2 separate regions of the Sus scrofa genome follow, and region 1 is linked to region 2. A link is a contact called in public Hi-C data. All regions are on one chromosome and are shown on one strand. Each heading gives the region's core, a stretch centred on a gene start, on an enhancer-like site or on the middle of the called end of the contact. The rest is flanking DNA. Distances are from core to core; before and after follow the strand shown.

The links. Hi-C and Micro-C count contacts between places; a contact is called where the count stands out from the background.
Region 1: a contact with region 2 is called in a Hi-C map of liver, with 5 times the contacts expected there. The contact joins two enhancer-like sites. A contact is called at or near these places in 1 of 5 promoter capture datasets (fetal liver), 19 of 47 Hi-C or Micro-C datasets (alveolar macrophages, blood, embryonic fibroblasts and 9 more) and 2 of 2 datasets of contacts at active chromatin or transcription factors (alveolar macrophages and skeletal muscle).

The regions. Positions count from the first base shown.
Region 1 is chr6:167,991,519-167,998,831 of Sscrofa11.1, reverse strand. No RefSeq gene overlaps it. Among named protein-coding and RNA genes, the nearest start is that of TMEM125, 17 kb to the right of the region's middle. Within about 2 kb of position 1,266, at least 15 of the 83 cell types and tissues checked have an H3K27ac peak or open chromatin away from gene starts, as enhancers often do. A contact at or near this core is called in liver, where this site is marked.
Region 2 is chr6:167,836,774-167,843,979 of Sscrofa11.1, reverse strand. SZT2 (protein SZT2) reads left to right here. Exons shown (of 72, transcript XR_002345235.1): 8 at 2,158-2,368; 9 at 2,592-2,762; 10 at 3,152-3,386; 11 at 3,570-3,699; 12 at 4,681-4,823; 13 at 5,050-5,202; 14 at 5,297-5,411; 15 at 5,620-5,837; 16 at 5,936-6,151; 17 at 6,528-6,606; 18 at 6,823-6,917; 19 at 7,150-7,206. Among named protein-coding and RNA genes, the nearest start is that of SZT2, 21 kb to the left of the region's middle. Within about 2 kb of position 2,274, at least 3 of the 83 cell types and tissues checked have an H3K27ac peak or open chromatin away from gene starts, as enhancers often do. A contact at or near this core is called in liver, where this site is marked.

The DNA.
Region 1 (7,313 bases), core at 17-2,516, 160 kb before region 2:
CCCCTAGCCTGGGAACTTCCGTACGCTACAGGTGCGGCTCTAAAAAGCAAAAAAACAAAAAGAACCAAGGGGAAATCCAGAGTAGGACAGCCTGGAAGGCCATCACAGCACAAGCCAGGGGTGTCCGCGGGCTGGGGACATGGGCATGGGGCCTGTATAGCTGATTCTGGACCCCCGGGCTGGTGGCCCGAGGCACCTGCTGCCTTGATATGCATTTGTGAGGAGCTGCATCTTCAGGTGCCAAGGCCCTGACTCTTAAGTCTCCAAAGGCCAAGAGAGGCTGGGGCAGACATGGCACCCGAGAGAAACTCATTAGAACACACAGAAAATAAGGTCACCGTCTCATTTGTATGCTCAGACAGGAGCGCTGGGCCTCCTCAGTCCTTCTCCAGCAAGCTTGCAGATAGGAAAATAAGAGCTGCCATGGAATGCAGACATCTAGGACACATACCTTCTTTGTTCAGGACATGTATTTTTCAGGCTTCTTCCATGCCAAGCTCTGAGCCTCCAAGGTGAATGTGGTTGCGCCTAGAGAGGCGGGCCTCGGTTAGAGGAGTGGCATTTGAGCCGGGCCTTAAAAGGTGGGTAGGAGGGCTGGGCGCCAGATGAGGAAGAGCCTTCAGACGGAGGGCACAACCGGAGAAGAGTCAGAGAAAAGAGAAGCCTGTGGTGTGTTCGAGGGCCCAGGAATCCACCAACCTAACTTTCCTGCAGAGCATGGGGTGGGGACGAAGGGCCCTCTGGACGGGCGGTTAGCTTGGGGTCATGTTGAAAGCGCTTTCTGTGTTGCACCAAGAAGCGTGCAGTTTCTCTTACAAACGGGTGCCACCCAAGGTTTCTTAAGTAGGTAGGGATGTTAGCTGCGCTGGAAAGGTTACCTGGATGGGCAAGGTGGAAAGGCCGGGAGGGAAGGCAGGTGGCAGGAAAGCCCTTCAGAATATGAGTCCCATGTTAAAGGGAGATGACAGGCCTTGGAAGGGAAAGTCGGGATGTCCACAGGCATTTCAGCATCGAGACGACGAGTGGGAGCCTCGGCTTGGATGGGAAAGAAAGGTGGAAGGGGGGCAGGAAGTGGTTCATCTGCGCAGTTAGGCAGGTAACGATCCCACCAACTGTGGGCTCCACAAAGATGCCCCTGATGTGGGGCTCCCAAGTTGTGGAAATAAATCTGGGGCCCCTCTCTTGCCGCACGAACAGTCCCTGCCAGGTTCTTAAAGGTGTCAATTCAAGGCAGGCCAGTAGGGGGTGCTATAGGCATTTCCTCGCTGTGCCCTCCTCCCTCCCAGAATGAAGTTCTGTCCGTGGGTGCCTGCCTGGGGCTTGCTGGCATTGCCCTTGACCAAAGGCAGTCTTGGACAGCTTGGCATGGCCTCTGTGCTCAGCAGGCTTTCTATAAAGCCTGACCTTGGCATCCTCGAGCCAGGCTCTCTCACTTACCCCAAGACCTGCCATTTGAGGAACCCAGGTCACAGCCCCCCTGCCACGGAGGAGCTGGGTGGGGGCCTGGAGGGTTGGAGGGGCGTTCGTAGGCCATGCTGACCAAGGACGGATCAGGAACAGAAAGCTTAGCACACTCGTTGCGTTCACTGAGCTTCACCTGACTACCCAAGGCACGTGCGCAGAGTTGGCCTCAGTGTGACCTCTGAAGCGCCCCAGAAAGCACTCTTAAGGGAGCCCCACCTGTACTTTTCAGGGGCTTCGGGGCCCTCATACTATGTGAGGTGTTGGGATGGAGGCGGCGTAAGGGGTGAGAGGCGAGAGCCTGGGGGTCAGCAGGCCGGGATCCCAGCTGTCCCTCCCCCCGTGGCCATGGTTTCCTCCTATGAAACTGAACCTAGTAAGCCCTTCTGCATAAGGTGGCGGTAGGGATGAAACGAGGTCACACATGCAAAATATTTGATGCAGGGCAGGAATCTCGCCAATCCTGGCGGTTATCGTCTCGTTATCATCACCATCCAGCCTTTGGCGCCTTGCTCCCTCCTGGCTCTGGGCCTGGAACCCTGTCCCCGTGCCCTGCCTCCACGGGGAGCCCTCCTCACCCTGGCCGGCACCCCCCTTCACACTCCCGTGGCCTCTCCCTGCCCTGGATCCAAGCTCGCCCTCCCATGTCTGGCACAGTAGGTGCCTGCTAGGCGTTCAGGGTCTGGCTCTCGGGTGATTTTTATGAACGAGCGAATGAACAGAACAGAGGAATCGGGCTGCATTGAGTCCTGGGCCTCAATCACACTCTCAGGCAGGTGAGGCGTGTTCCGGAGACCCGTTGAGGAGGCCAGCTTCACGGAGGTGCCCAGGGCTGCCGGTGGGGTCGGAAACAGGCATTCATATCAATGGCACCAGGAGCCAGAAGCCCCAGTCGTGGTGGCAGGGGCTCCCCTTGAGGCCACTACAGTCATGAAGGGGAGCGATGCTGGGAGCTGGTGAGGGCCAACGAGATTCAGTCCAGACCCAAAGTCCACAGGGTTGAGTGACGGAATGACCGACTGACCAGGAGGAAGCGTCTGAAGTGTTTCTGGAGAGAACTGGCTTTTTCAGTCACTCGTCTTATACGGATTACTGTCACTTTAGTGAATCAGGCAGGGAGTGAGGCAAAGTGACGCCAGCTCGGAGGAGTCGAGGGGGCCCCTGGTGAGCCCGTGGGCCCAGGGGGTCCCCGCAGCCCTCCCAAGACCTCCTGTCTGGTCTTCCCTGCTCAGCCCTTGGCCCCTGGTTGCTCATGTCCTCTTACTCAGCCTGGAATCCATGGCTTTCCTCATTCATTTGCTTTTCCCTTCCACAAATATTTACTGAGCCCTTCTTACAGGCCAGGCCGAGTCCAAGGTCTTAGAACGCAATGAATACGTATTTCACGGATCGAGTCGCGAAACAAAGTCAGAGAAGGTCAGGTGGGAGGAAACGGAGCCTGCGCACAGGAAATGTGGGAATTGCATCCCCAAGGCCTAGGTTGGTCACTAGGGTCAAAAATCAGGAGGAAAAGGTGACTTTATAGAAAAGTAGGTACAAAGCCTAGCCGGCGAACGAGCGGTTGGCAATAATTGGGCATTGCATCCAAGAGGGAACCACGTTTGTAAATGCAGGATGGGGAGGCTAAATGATAGACTGAAAATCGGAAGGTATGTCTGACCTGCTCAGATAAAGAGGCTCCAGGGGCAGGACTGTCGGGGTGTCCCCGTGCGTGTTCCCTAACAGAGGAGGCTTGTCGGTCTCGCTGACAGCAGGGCTCGGGATCCGCCTGTCCTCCGGCCCAGACTCCACCCCCGGGACTGCAGAGAGAGGCCCGCGTGGAAGCCCTGCTTGTTTCTGGCACAGGCCGGTCTTTGGTAGATGTAGCCCATGTCTGCCTCTGTCGCTGCTCCGACGCCCAGGGGCCCGGCTCCCGCCCCTGGCAGGGGCCTGCCACTCAGTGTCTCCTGGGAGCCGGTAGAAATTCAGCATCTCAGGAGCGGCTCCAGACCCACCGAGTCAGAAGTCACCTTGAACAGGCCCCTCGGGTGACTCATGTGCGCCGTTGTGTGAGAGCTGCTGGGGTGGACGCGCTGAGTTCTGAGGCCGTGGGCTCCAAGAACAGAGTGGCCTCTGGCGACAGGAGCGCCTCTGTGGGGCCTCCCTCGGGGCCTTGGGCTGAGTGTGAAAAGGCCAGCGAGGCAAGAGAGAAGAAACTGCTTGGTCCAGGGGCACAGAGCCCCTCCCCCTGGCGGGCAGCAGGCCCTGCCCCGCCCTCCTCTCTCTCTTCTCACCTCTCCTTGGTGGTCCAGAGCTGCCGCAGGCCACCCCACACACCAGCCAGGTCCTTTTGTGCCTTTCTCCCGCTGTTCCAGTCATCCGGGACCCCCTCCACCCTCTCCTTGGTACCTCCGTCAAGCCTCCGCCCGGAGGTCCGTCCCTAGGAATCCGTGCTGGTCACTTGCACAGGGCTAAGTGCCTCTCCTCCGTGCCCCACGCCCCCATCCCGGCAAGGTCGCCCCCTCCCTAAACGGTGCCCAGATCCCTCACTACAACCGCAGCTGCTCGGGAGCAGAGGCCACGTCTTCCTTTCGATAAATAGAGCTCGGGTCCAGGGCAGTGCCTGGCCCATGATAAGCCCTCAGTAAATGTTGGACGGATGGATATTTGCCGAACACTAACGAGAGAAGTGAACTTCCGATGGATGCAGTTAGTGTTAATTGTGCCTTTATTTCTCTGTGTTCCTCACTAAAAAGTGTGCTGCTGAGAGCGGAAGCCATGTCTTACTTCTGCCTGCATCCCAGAGAGGTCGCAGATACCATACAATATCATAAATATATATATAGTTCAGCAAATGAATGGGGGGAAGTGAATAAAGTATAGCACAGTACTTACGAGCTCAGAGCTTTGGAGCAAAACTGGGTCCGAACACTGGCTGTCACTTGCTAGCTGTGTAATTTGGGTAAGTGACATAACTTCTCTGTGCCTCAGTTTTCTCTTCTGTAATAGAATCTACCCATTGTGTTATTATGATGCCTCCGTGCTTTAGGTTCATAAAAAGTGCTTAGACTAGCATTATTGTTCCTGCTCATAGAAAGAGCCTGGATGGATGGGAGTGGTGCACGCTGTCTGTATCTTACCTTGCCAGAGTCTACCTGGAGGGAGGTCAGCTGGTACCTCGAGAGGCTGACCCATGAGCCAGGGGAAGGACTCAGGCCACAAGGGAGAAACCAAAGACTCAGTGTGGGTCCCAGACCAACCCTGACGGTTCTCCACACCCTCTTCCCCAGGCCAGGGCAGGTCCTGTGCCCACTCATCCCTCGTCCATCTGCCCTCACTCTCTCCCCCTCCCTTTCTTCAGGAAAATGTCTTGCTGATCAAGGAGATTAATGAGCTCCGCCGAGAGCTGAAGCTCACCCGCTCCCAAGTCTACGACCTTGAAGCAGCTCTGAAACTGACCAAGAAAACCCAACCTCAGGATGTGACAGAGAAAGGTAATTCCCCTCGTGGCCCGGAAAGATGGGCATCGGGTCCAGGGACCAGTGGCAGTCACGAGCAGGTCTCTCTTTGGCTTCCAAAGCTGCCTCTCCTGAGTTTCCTCCTGTGATGGGTCACATCCACCCCCTGGCCTCCTGGGCACCTCTCCATGCCACTCACCTGCTCGCCAAAGGATGTGTGAGGGCCCCAACACATTCAAACCCTTGCAAATCCAAAATCCTTGGCGTTAGCTCGAGTTTCAGAATTCAGAATCTTTCCGATCTTAGGAAGAACACACTATACACACTACACACTATATAACATCCCTAGAAATCTGAAATCAAATACACTGTTGTTTCTAGCGTGAACCATATGAATATCACACCAACCTACCTGATTTTTAAAATGCTTTCCATTTTTAGAGCTTTTTGCATTTCGCAGCGGTGGATAAGGGATGATCCACCTGTACAATCAAAACAAAGGCAAAAGAAGGATGGAAAGGAGAGGGGAAATTTACACTAGAAACGTTAACTGCGTCAGTCACCGCAGGGATAAAGTCCCTCTGAGATGCTGATAACCAAGGCGAGAGGGGGGCAAATGCGATGGTTTACGTAGCTCTTCTACAGAGAAAGGAAGTTTCTTTTTCGGAAGAAACTGACCTCTCCCAGCACTCAATTCTACGAGAAACTTCATGCGTGGAGCCTGACAAACGGCGTCTCGAACAGCATAACTGGCAGTCTTTAGGTTTTCAGACAATAGAAACTTTCTTCAGGTGTCCCTTTCTCATCCGGACAGTCTATAAAAACCCAGGGTGTAAGGTATGGCTGTGGCGAATTAAGCCAGCATCGTTGGGGTATATTGTCTTCTGATGGTTTACATTCGGGACTAAAGCTCGGAAACCGTGATGAACTGAAACATTCCACAGCTGCAAACCAGGGCTTTCAAATGCCAGTCCCTTCATGTGCCATGCGTGCGCAGGGGACTGTCACTGGGGGAGGGTGGCTGAAGGATACGTAGGAACTCCTTGCGCTATTTCTGTGACTGCTTCTGAGTTTTAAATTATGACAAATTTTACACACGTATAAATACATATACATAATGGTCTCACATGCAGTTTTGGTTAGAGTTGAGGGGAAGTCGAACTGAGTACCCGTTCTGAGTAGACCCAGTACCAGCTCTAAAGAACTGACGCAGGAGCGCAGCACGTGTTATAAAGAGTTGAGGACCTGACTTCCGGGAGGCGAAACCGTCTTTGTTTGGAGACGAAGCATAGACATGTCCATGAACAGTTGCGAAACTTCGCTTTCAAAGATATTTCAAAAACGTCCAAGCAGCCTAGCAAATAATCAGTTGAAACGGCCTCAGGGTTCTGTGCGGTACAGGTAGGTTCTTCTCATTACTACGAGGGAAATGGTCAGACGTATATAAAAATTGAAAGAAAAATCGAACGAATTCCCATGAATCCATTCCCCAGCTTGAGCAAGTATCCATGCCTGTCACTCTTGCTTCATCCATACCCGCAGTGCCCCCAGCTGTCTCCTCCCAAACACTCAGTAGATTATTCCGAAGCGATTCAAACATCATGTCATTGGAGCGACAGAGCTTTAGGCAAGAAGATTTCACCTGTAACATGTGAAGACAGGTGTCTGCCCTGATGATGAACTTAAGTCCGATTTTGACTTTGACCATGAGGCCACCAAAACAAGTTCGCCTAAAATATATATCGCCCAAATTGTTTAAAATTGACCAATTCAGTTATTTTCTTTTTCTTTTTTTTTTTTTTTTTTTTTTTTTTGAGGGGGGCAGGAAGCACATACACAGCCTTCAGAAGTTCTGGGGCCAAGGATTGAACCCAAGCCGCAACTTTGACTCAAGCCACAGCAGTGACAACCCCAGATCCTTAACCCCTTGCACCGGGGGATCTTCCAATTCAGTTTTTTTTTTTTATTTTTTTAAGAATTCTTTTATTATATTTTATTTTATTTTGTTTTGTTGAGGGCCGCACCCAAGGCACATGGAGGTTCCCAGGCTAGGGGTCAAATCAGAGCTGGCCTACGCCAGAGCCACAGCAATTCAGGAGCCAAGCCACATCTGCGACCTACACCACAGCTCACAGTAATGCCGGATCCTTAACCCACTGAGCAAGGCCAGGGATCGAACCCACAACTTCCTGGTTCCTAGTCAGGTTCGTTAACCACTGAACCATGACGGGAACTCCTTGGTTTTTTTTTTTAAGAATTCTTTATCTGGAGTTTGCATCATGGCACAGTGGAAACAAATCACTTTGGGGAGTACTGACATTCTAGATTCAATGCCATCCCTTATCAAAATCCCACTTTTCACAGAAATAGAAAATCCATTCTAAAATTCACCGGAAGTCTCAAGGTACTCCCCAA
Region 2 (7,206 bases), core at 1,025-3,524:
TTTCCAGGCCTTTCCAGCGAAGAGGCGGCAAGGGGGGTGATTGCAGAGGATCCAAGAGCAGAGAGAGAAGGAAGTAGAGACAAGTGCTGACGCGTGGAATTTGGTTGTTCCAGTCGGGTGGGGAGTGGGAGAGAACGGCAGCCGGAGGAAAGTACAGGCTGGAAGGAGGGGGTGTTCTCTTCTGTTTTGTTTGTTTATTTATTTTTTTATTTCGCTTTCTAGGGCTGCTCCCGCAGCATATGGAGGGCCACCAGGCCAGGGGTCCGTCGGCGCTACAGCTGCTGGCCTACGCCACAGCCACAGCCACGCGGGATCTGAGCTGAGTCTGCGACCTACACCACAGCTCATGGCCATGCCGGATCCTCAACCCACGGAGCGAGGCCAGGGATCGAACCCGCAACCTCTTGGTTCCTGGTCGGATTCGTTTCCGCTGCGCCACCGTGGGATGTCCGGTTTTGTCTTTCAAGCTAGAGACTTCAGCAGGGTCCGGAGGAGCCGTGGGGAAGCAGAGTTTGAAAATAAGGGAAAGAAAAGGAAGCCAGATGGCGTAAAGTCCCTAAATTGACAGGAGAGCGTTGGCTCAAGAAACAGATTGAGGAACTCTTGGAGCAGGAGCGGGTCTCTTCTCCTTTGGGACCAGGATGGAAGTGAAGACACAGATAAACTCTCCCGGGGCCGGGGGGCTTTGACGTCTCTCTGAGGTGGCAGGAGGTGATGCTGCCGTAAGGGAGGGGCCGACAGAGCAGCAGGAGGAGGAGGGAGGCCCTGATGACCCGCTGGGTGGGGCGTGGCGGGTTTTGATGTGCAAACCTACGCAACTGCAGTTTTCTCTCTTTGGGATCCACTGGGTTCCCACATGGGATCTGGGTATAGAGCTTGTGATCCTAGTTGGGGTTTTCAGGTGGAAGCAGAAAAAGGAAAGAGGGCTAGGAAGCTGAGAATAACATGGATGAAGCTGCTTTAACACGGGGTTCGGGCTGGCTTGCGAAAGGAGGGCTTGGGGGACGTGGATCGATTCGAAAGGAGCCAAGGTTCAAGGCCTGGGAGCCTTAACGAGGTCAAAGAGCAGCAGCAGGAGAAGGACGGAAGGAACTTTAAAAAGGGTCACAATTGTGTGTAATCGGGGACGTGGCAGTTGAAATTGCCAAGAGGAAGTGGTTCCATCCTGGTGAAGCCAAGGGCCAATGCGCAGCCAGCAGGTAAGTGTGTGGATGAAATTCCTGGAGATGAGGGTTCGGGAGTCTAGGGGCCAGGGTATTAAGTCTACCATCTAGCGTATATCTGCACAGCTTCTGTAAAGGGCTAGCTGGTAAATATTTTGAGCTTTATGGGCCATGTGGTTGTCACAGCTACCCTGCTGCACTCGTGTAGCGTGGAAACAGACACAGACAATACAAAACTGAATGGAGGTGGTTGTGTTCCAGTAAAACCTCATTTACAAAAACAGGTGAGGAGTTCCTGTCATGGCTCAGTGGTAATGAACCCGACTGGTATCCACGAGGTTCGATCCCTGGCCTCGCTTAGTGGGTTAAGGATCCCGCATTGCATGAGCTGTGGTGTAGGTCGCAGATGTGGCTCAGATCTGACGTTGCTTTGGCTGTGGCGTAGGCCAGCAGCTACAGCTCCTATTTAACCCCTCACCTGGGAACCTCCATATGCTGCCAGTGCAGCCCCCAAAAGACAAGAATTAGGTGATAGGCTAGAGTTGGGCACAGGTAGTTTGCCAGTCTCTGGATAAGCAGCATTGGCATCACCAGGGAGCCTGTTAGAAACGCAAAATCCCAGGCCACACCCCAGATCTGCGGGTTATAATAAAATCCCCAGGTGTTTTGTCTGCACCCTAAAGTTCGAGGAGCACTTTGGTTAAACACTGCAGTCTCAAGATGATGACAAGAATCCAGGGAACCAGTGGCCAAAATCTTGAGTGAACGGGGGCAGGCTGGCATTGACGTGGAACAGGAAGGGTGTGCTGGGCTTCAGACCGAAGAAGGACTCAGGGCAGGAAAGCCGCCCAGCCGTGGCCTGTGTTGGGAGGACGCTGGCCCACTTCCCACTGTGCGCCGGGCATGGCAGCAGCCGCGCAGCCCTGTCTTTTGTTGTACGTGCTTCTCTGGTGGCTCCTTTGGAGCTGGGTCTCTAAGCGCTCCCTTTCTTCAGGTGGGAGGAGTTTACTCTTACGACTGCAGTTTTGGCCACGTGCCCAATGTGGAATTGATGAAATTCATCGCAATGGCAACCTTTGGCTCCTACCTGTCCACTTGTCCTGAGCCCGAGCCCGGCAACCTGGGTCTGACTGTTTACCACCGGGCCTTTCTCCTCTACTCCTTCCTGCGCAGTGGGGAAGCCCTGAACCCTGAATATTACTGCGGTGAGGGGCGGCCTGGGGGAGGTGGGGGAGTGCAGCCGGGCCCAGAGATGATGCGGGACTCCACCTGGGGCTGGGGTCCCAGGGGACGGAGAGTCTAACCGGGGCTGTGGGCTCGGGCGCTGTTCCTTCCCGTGATTGATTCAGCCTGCCCCCCCACCGCATCCCCACCCCCATCAGCTAACCGACAGGCGCTTCCCCTCCCCCGTCCTCACTGCTCCTCTAGGCTCTCAGCACCGCCTGTTTAACGAGCACCTGGTCTCCGCGAGCAGCAACCCCGCCCTGGCCCTGCGCCGCAAGAAGCACACTGAGAAGGAGGTGGCGGCTGACTTGGTCAGCACCGTGTCGGTGCGGCTTCGAGAGGGCTACAGCGTCCGAGAGGTCGCGCTGACCAAAGGTGGGGGTCGCTGGCCCTGTTGTATCCCCTGAGTCTGAGCAGAGCGGAAGACACTCCTGCCCCGTGCATGAAAGCGTGTCACAGTGACAGATGCTGCTGCCATCTGACACAAGTGGGTTCTGAGCTGCCCTCAGGGCTCAGGTCTCTTAGCATTCAGCTTCCCGAGTCCGTCTCCCTGTGCCCAGGATGAGTCAGCTGAGGGGTTGTGGTCCCGAACTTGGCTTTGCATTCGGATCCCCCTGCACACTTCAGAGTGTGTCAGTTGGCAGACTCTGGGCATGAACCCTGTGGAACCATGCTGGGAACCTTTGGCCGGGCTAGAGTTCCCTGAGGCTGATGCAGCTTGGGGCAGGCCTCAGCCCCTAACCAGCCCCCTGCTTTCCCCGAAGGAGGGTCCCAGCTGGAGGTGAAGCTGGTGCTGCTGTGGAAACACAACATGCGCATCGAGTACGTGGCTGTGGCGCCCTGGCCCCTGGAACCCGAGGGCCCTCGCGTCACCCGCGTGGAAGTGACTATGGAAGGCGGCTATGACATCCTGCATGACGTGTCCTGTGCCCTGAGGCAACCCATCCGCTCGCTGTATCGGACCCACGTGATCCGGCGGTTCTGGAACACACTGCAGAGGTGAGTGAGGGCGCCGCTCGGTGAGGGGAGCCCCGTCTCGTGTGCAGAGGGACCACGTGCAGTGCAGGCCGGGCAGAGTCACCCTGAGCACCAGGCTTATGTCCGGGTCCCATGCGCCCCCGGGGCTCCCCTCCGCTGCGCCCACCCGTGTGTGGCATGGCTCAGGGCTGGCCTTTGCTGCAGCATTAACCAGACGGACCAGATGCTCGCCCACCTGCAGTCCTTCTCCTCGGTCCCGGAGCACTTCACGCTCCCCGACAGCACCAAGAGCGGCGTGCCTCTCTTCTACATCCCGCCCGGCTCCACCACCCCGGTGAGCGGCTCTGACGCGCCTTCTCTGCACCTTGTGCCCCCTGGAGTTGGAGTGGCACCACGTCCGGAGCCCAGAACCACAGGGCTTCTGAGGGGATTCCTTTTCCTCCCTCTTCACTCTGAGGCCCCAAGCTAGGACCCTGAGCTTTAGCCTTGGAAGCCCCTCGCACCTCTGCACCCCGGCAGCGAGAGGCTCCTCAGCAGGCCGCGGGTGTCAGAGGTGAAGACGTGCAGAGCATCAGGTGGTGTCTCCCAGCCAACCGTGAGCCCCCGGCCTGCTCTCCGCATGGCACACCATGAGCCATTTCCCACCACTGCCCACCGCCGAGGACTGGGCACCTCCCGGAGACCCTGGCTCCCTTTGTCCCGTGCCTTTTCCACGCCCAGCCCCAGCAGGCGCTTCTGCGAGCGTACAATGTTCTCGTCCTGAGGTCCCGCCGTCACCCAGTAGCTTTCCTCCTAAGTCAGTGCTGGACGCCGGGCAAGTTCCATCCTTTGCCTGGATTCAGCTTTAAAGGGCCACCCAGCCTGTCCCTGGGCTCATTCATTCTCCCTAGGCTTCATTTCGGAGGCAGTTTTTGCCTCCGTCCCAGGCTGGACCGTGGGTTTCTTTAGCCTTATACCACTGCCATCTCTAACCCCCGAACCCTGTGGTTCTCTTGCTGTTCGGGGGTTATTTATTTATTTATTTTCTTTTTTAGGGCCGCACCCGCAGCGTATGGACGTTCCCAGGCTAGGGGTCTAATCGGAGCTAAGCCACCGGCCTACACCTCAGCCACAGCCACGCCAGATCCAAGCCGTGTCTGCGACCTACACCATAGCTCACGGCAACACTGGACCCTGAACCCGCTGAGCGAGGCCAGGGATAGAACCCGCAACCCCATGGCTCCTAGTCAGATTCCTTTCCGCTGCGCCACAGCAGGAAGTCCCGTTCGGGGGTTATTCACGAATACACCCATAGGGCCATCCTTCCTGTCCCCAGGTGCTGAGCCTTCAGCACAGTGGTTCCGACTCCTCCCACGCCCAGTTTGCGGCCTACTGGAAGCCAGTGCTCTCCATGGATGCCAACTCATGGCAGCGCTGGCTGCACATGCATCGCCTGGTGCTAATCCTGGAGCACGACACGTGGGTTTTCTCCTCGGGCCGTCGTCGGGGTGGAGGAGCGCGAGTGAGGGGGAGGAGGCGGCGACGCCCCGAGCGACCTGGGGCCGGACAAACTCCGACCCTTTCCTCCCGCTCATCAGCCCCCACGTCCTCGGGCGGGTTCTTGAAGGGGGAGGCGGCCTCTGTTCTTCGCCCCCGTGGCGGGGCCTGGCGGGGAGGGCTGGCTCAGGGCGCGCCCTCTTCCCAGGCCGACCCCCAAGCACCTGCACACCCCGGGCAGCAACGGCCGCTACAGCACGGTCCAGTGCAGGATCTCGCACTCCTCGCTGACCTCCCTGCTCCGCGACTGGAGCAGCTTCGTGCTCGTCGAGGGCTACTCCTATGTGAAGCTGCTGTCCAGGTGGGCAGGTGCTGTCCCCTCGTCCCAGACCCGCCCTCCTCCTCCTCCCGTCGGCGCCCAGCCAGGGCTGCGCCTGACGCCGGTCTCTCCCCAGGGGCCCAGAGCAGCCCCCCTCCTCCTTCTACATGATCCGCATCATTTCCAAGGCCCCCTGCATGGTGCTCCGCCTGGGCTTCCCCATCGGCACGCCCGCACAGGCTCGGCACAAGGTGAGCCGGCCCCGACGCGCTCCCAGGCCACGCAGCCTTGGGGCGCCCACTGGCTCCTTCCCCGCAGACCCCCAGGGGCTGGGGCCCGTAGAGAGGAGCCTCTAGATCAAGCGAGGCTCGGGGTGGAAGGCCCTCTCCTTGTCCATGGGCCCATTGTCCACCTCGTGGGAGGCGGGAGCAGGAGAGTCTGGTGCGATTTTCCCCTCAGATCGTCTCAGACTTGCAGGAGGAAATCCTGCGCCTGCGTTTCCCCCACCGGGTACAAAGCAAGGAGCCGACGCCCAAGGTGAAACGGAAAGGGCTGGGGGGCGCCGGCGGGGGCAGCTCTCCCTCCAAGTCGCCCCCCATGCTGGGGCCACAGCAGGCCCTGTCTGACCGGCCCTGCCTTGTGGTCGTGCATAAGCCCCTGGACAAGCTGCTCATCAGGTTGGTAGAGAGGGTGGGAGGGGGCCAGGAGCGCATGGGGGGCTGTGGCTGCGCTGGGTAGGAGTAGAGACCGACTGGGAACCACCCCCGTTGCCCAGGTATGAGAAGCTGCCCCTGGACTACCGGGCGCCCTTCTTGCTGACCTTGGAGCCACCAGGGCCGCTGCCCTTGGTGTCGGGCCGCTCAGCCTCTTCTAGCCTAGCGTCGCTGTCCCGCTACCTCTACCATCAGCGCTGGCTCTGGAGCGTCCCCCCGGGCCTGGCCCCCGCCCTGCCGCTCAGCGCCATCGCCCAGCTCCTCTCCATCCTCACCGAGTACGTGGCCAGCACCAGCCTGCAAGGCTGCTTGGGGCAGGCGGGAGCAGGTGCAGACTTTGGGTTTGGAAGCTGGCAGAAGGCCTGAGCCAGACACCGCCCTCTCTAGGCCCCCGTCTCCACTGCACTGTGATGCGGAGGGCCCAGGACAGAGCGGCGCGAGCCGCTGCCCTCCCCCGCTCGATTTATCTTGACCGCGGGTCCTACTGGCCCCGCCACACCCGAGGGACCGGTGGTCTGAGCAGGGCCACCCACAGACAGGTGTGCCCAGGGGGCTGCCAGAAGGTCTGTGAGTGGTGCAGGGGGCAGGGGCCGTCCTCTGAGGGCCGCTCCCCCACCTCACCCTGTCCCCTCCGCCACTCTCGTGGGCCCTCAGAGTCCGACTCTCCGAAGGGTTCCACTTCGCCTGCAGCGGGGAGGGAATCGTCAACATGGTCCTGGAGCTGCCGATCCAGGTACGTGCCATCCCTCGTGACACCTGCCGCCCAGATCCGTCGTCAGGGCTGAGCCGGGCTGGGACCCCTGGAAAGGTGGCCTCGCAGGGGTCCTGCGGTCCGAGGCCCGTCCCAGGGCAGCGTGGTGTGAGCAGACTGACGTTTTGAGAGGCAGCGCTGGGCTGGGCCAGATCTCTGCCTGGGCTGGGTGTGCCCAAGCCCTCCATTCTGTGGCAGAACGAGCCCCCGGGGCAGGCCGCGGCGGCAGAGAGGCACACGTGCGTGGTCCAGTACATCCTCTTCCCCCCACACGCGACCTCCACCAAGGACAGGTGAGGCCCCGCCCTCCCAGCCGCCTCGCTCCCGCTCCCTCCCCTCCGTCCGCCCCGAGAGCCAGGCCGGAGAGGCTGCCTTAGAGGCCTTTTCCCCGCAGACGTGGAAAGCCCCCGTGAGAATCACGCGTCCTGGGTGCCCTGGCCTCCCGGCCTCCGCGGGCCAACCCCCGACCTTGTGGGGCCGGGTGGGCTCTCCTCCGCCCCGGGCTCAGAGCCCTTCCTCCTTTAGCTTCTCAACAGACGATGACAATGACGTGGAGGTGGAGGCCCTGGAGGGAGACTCAGA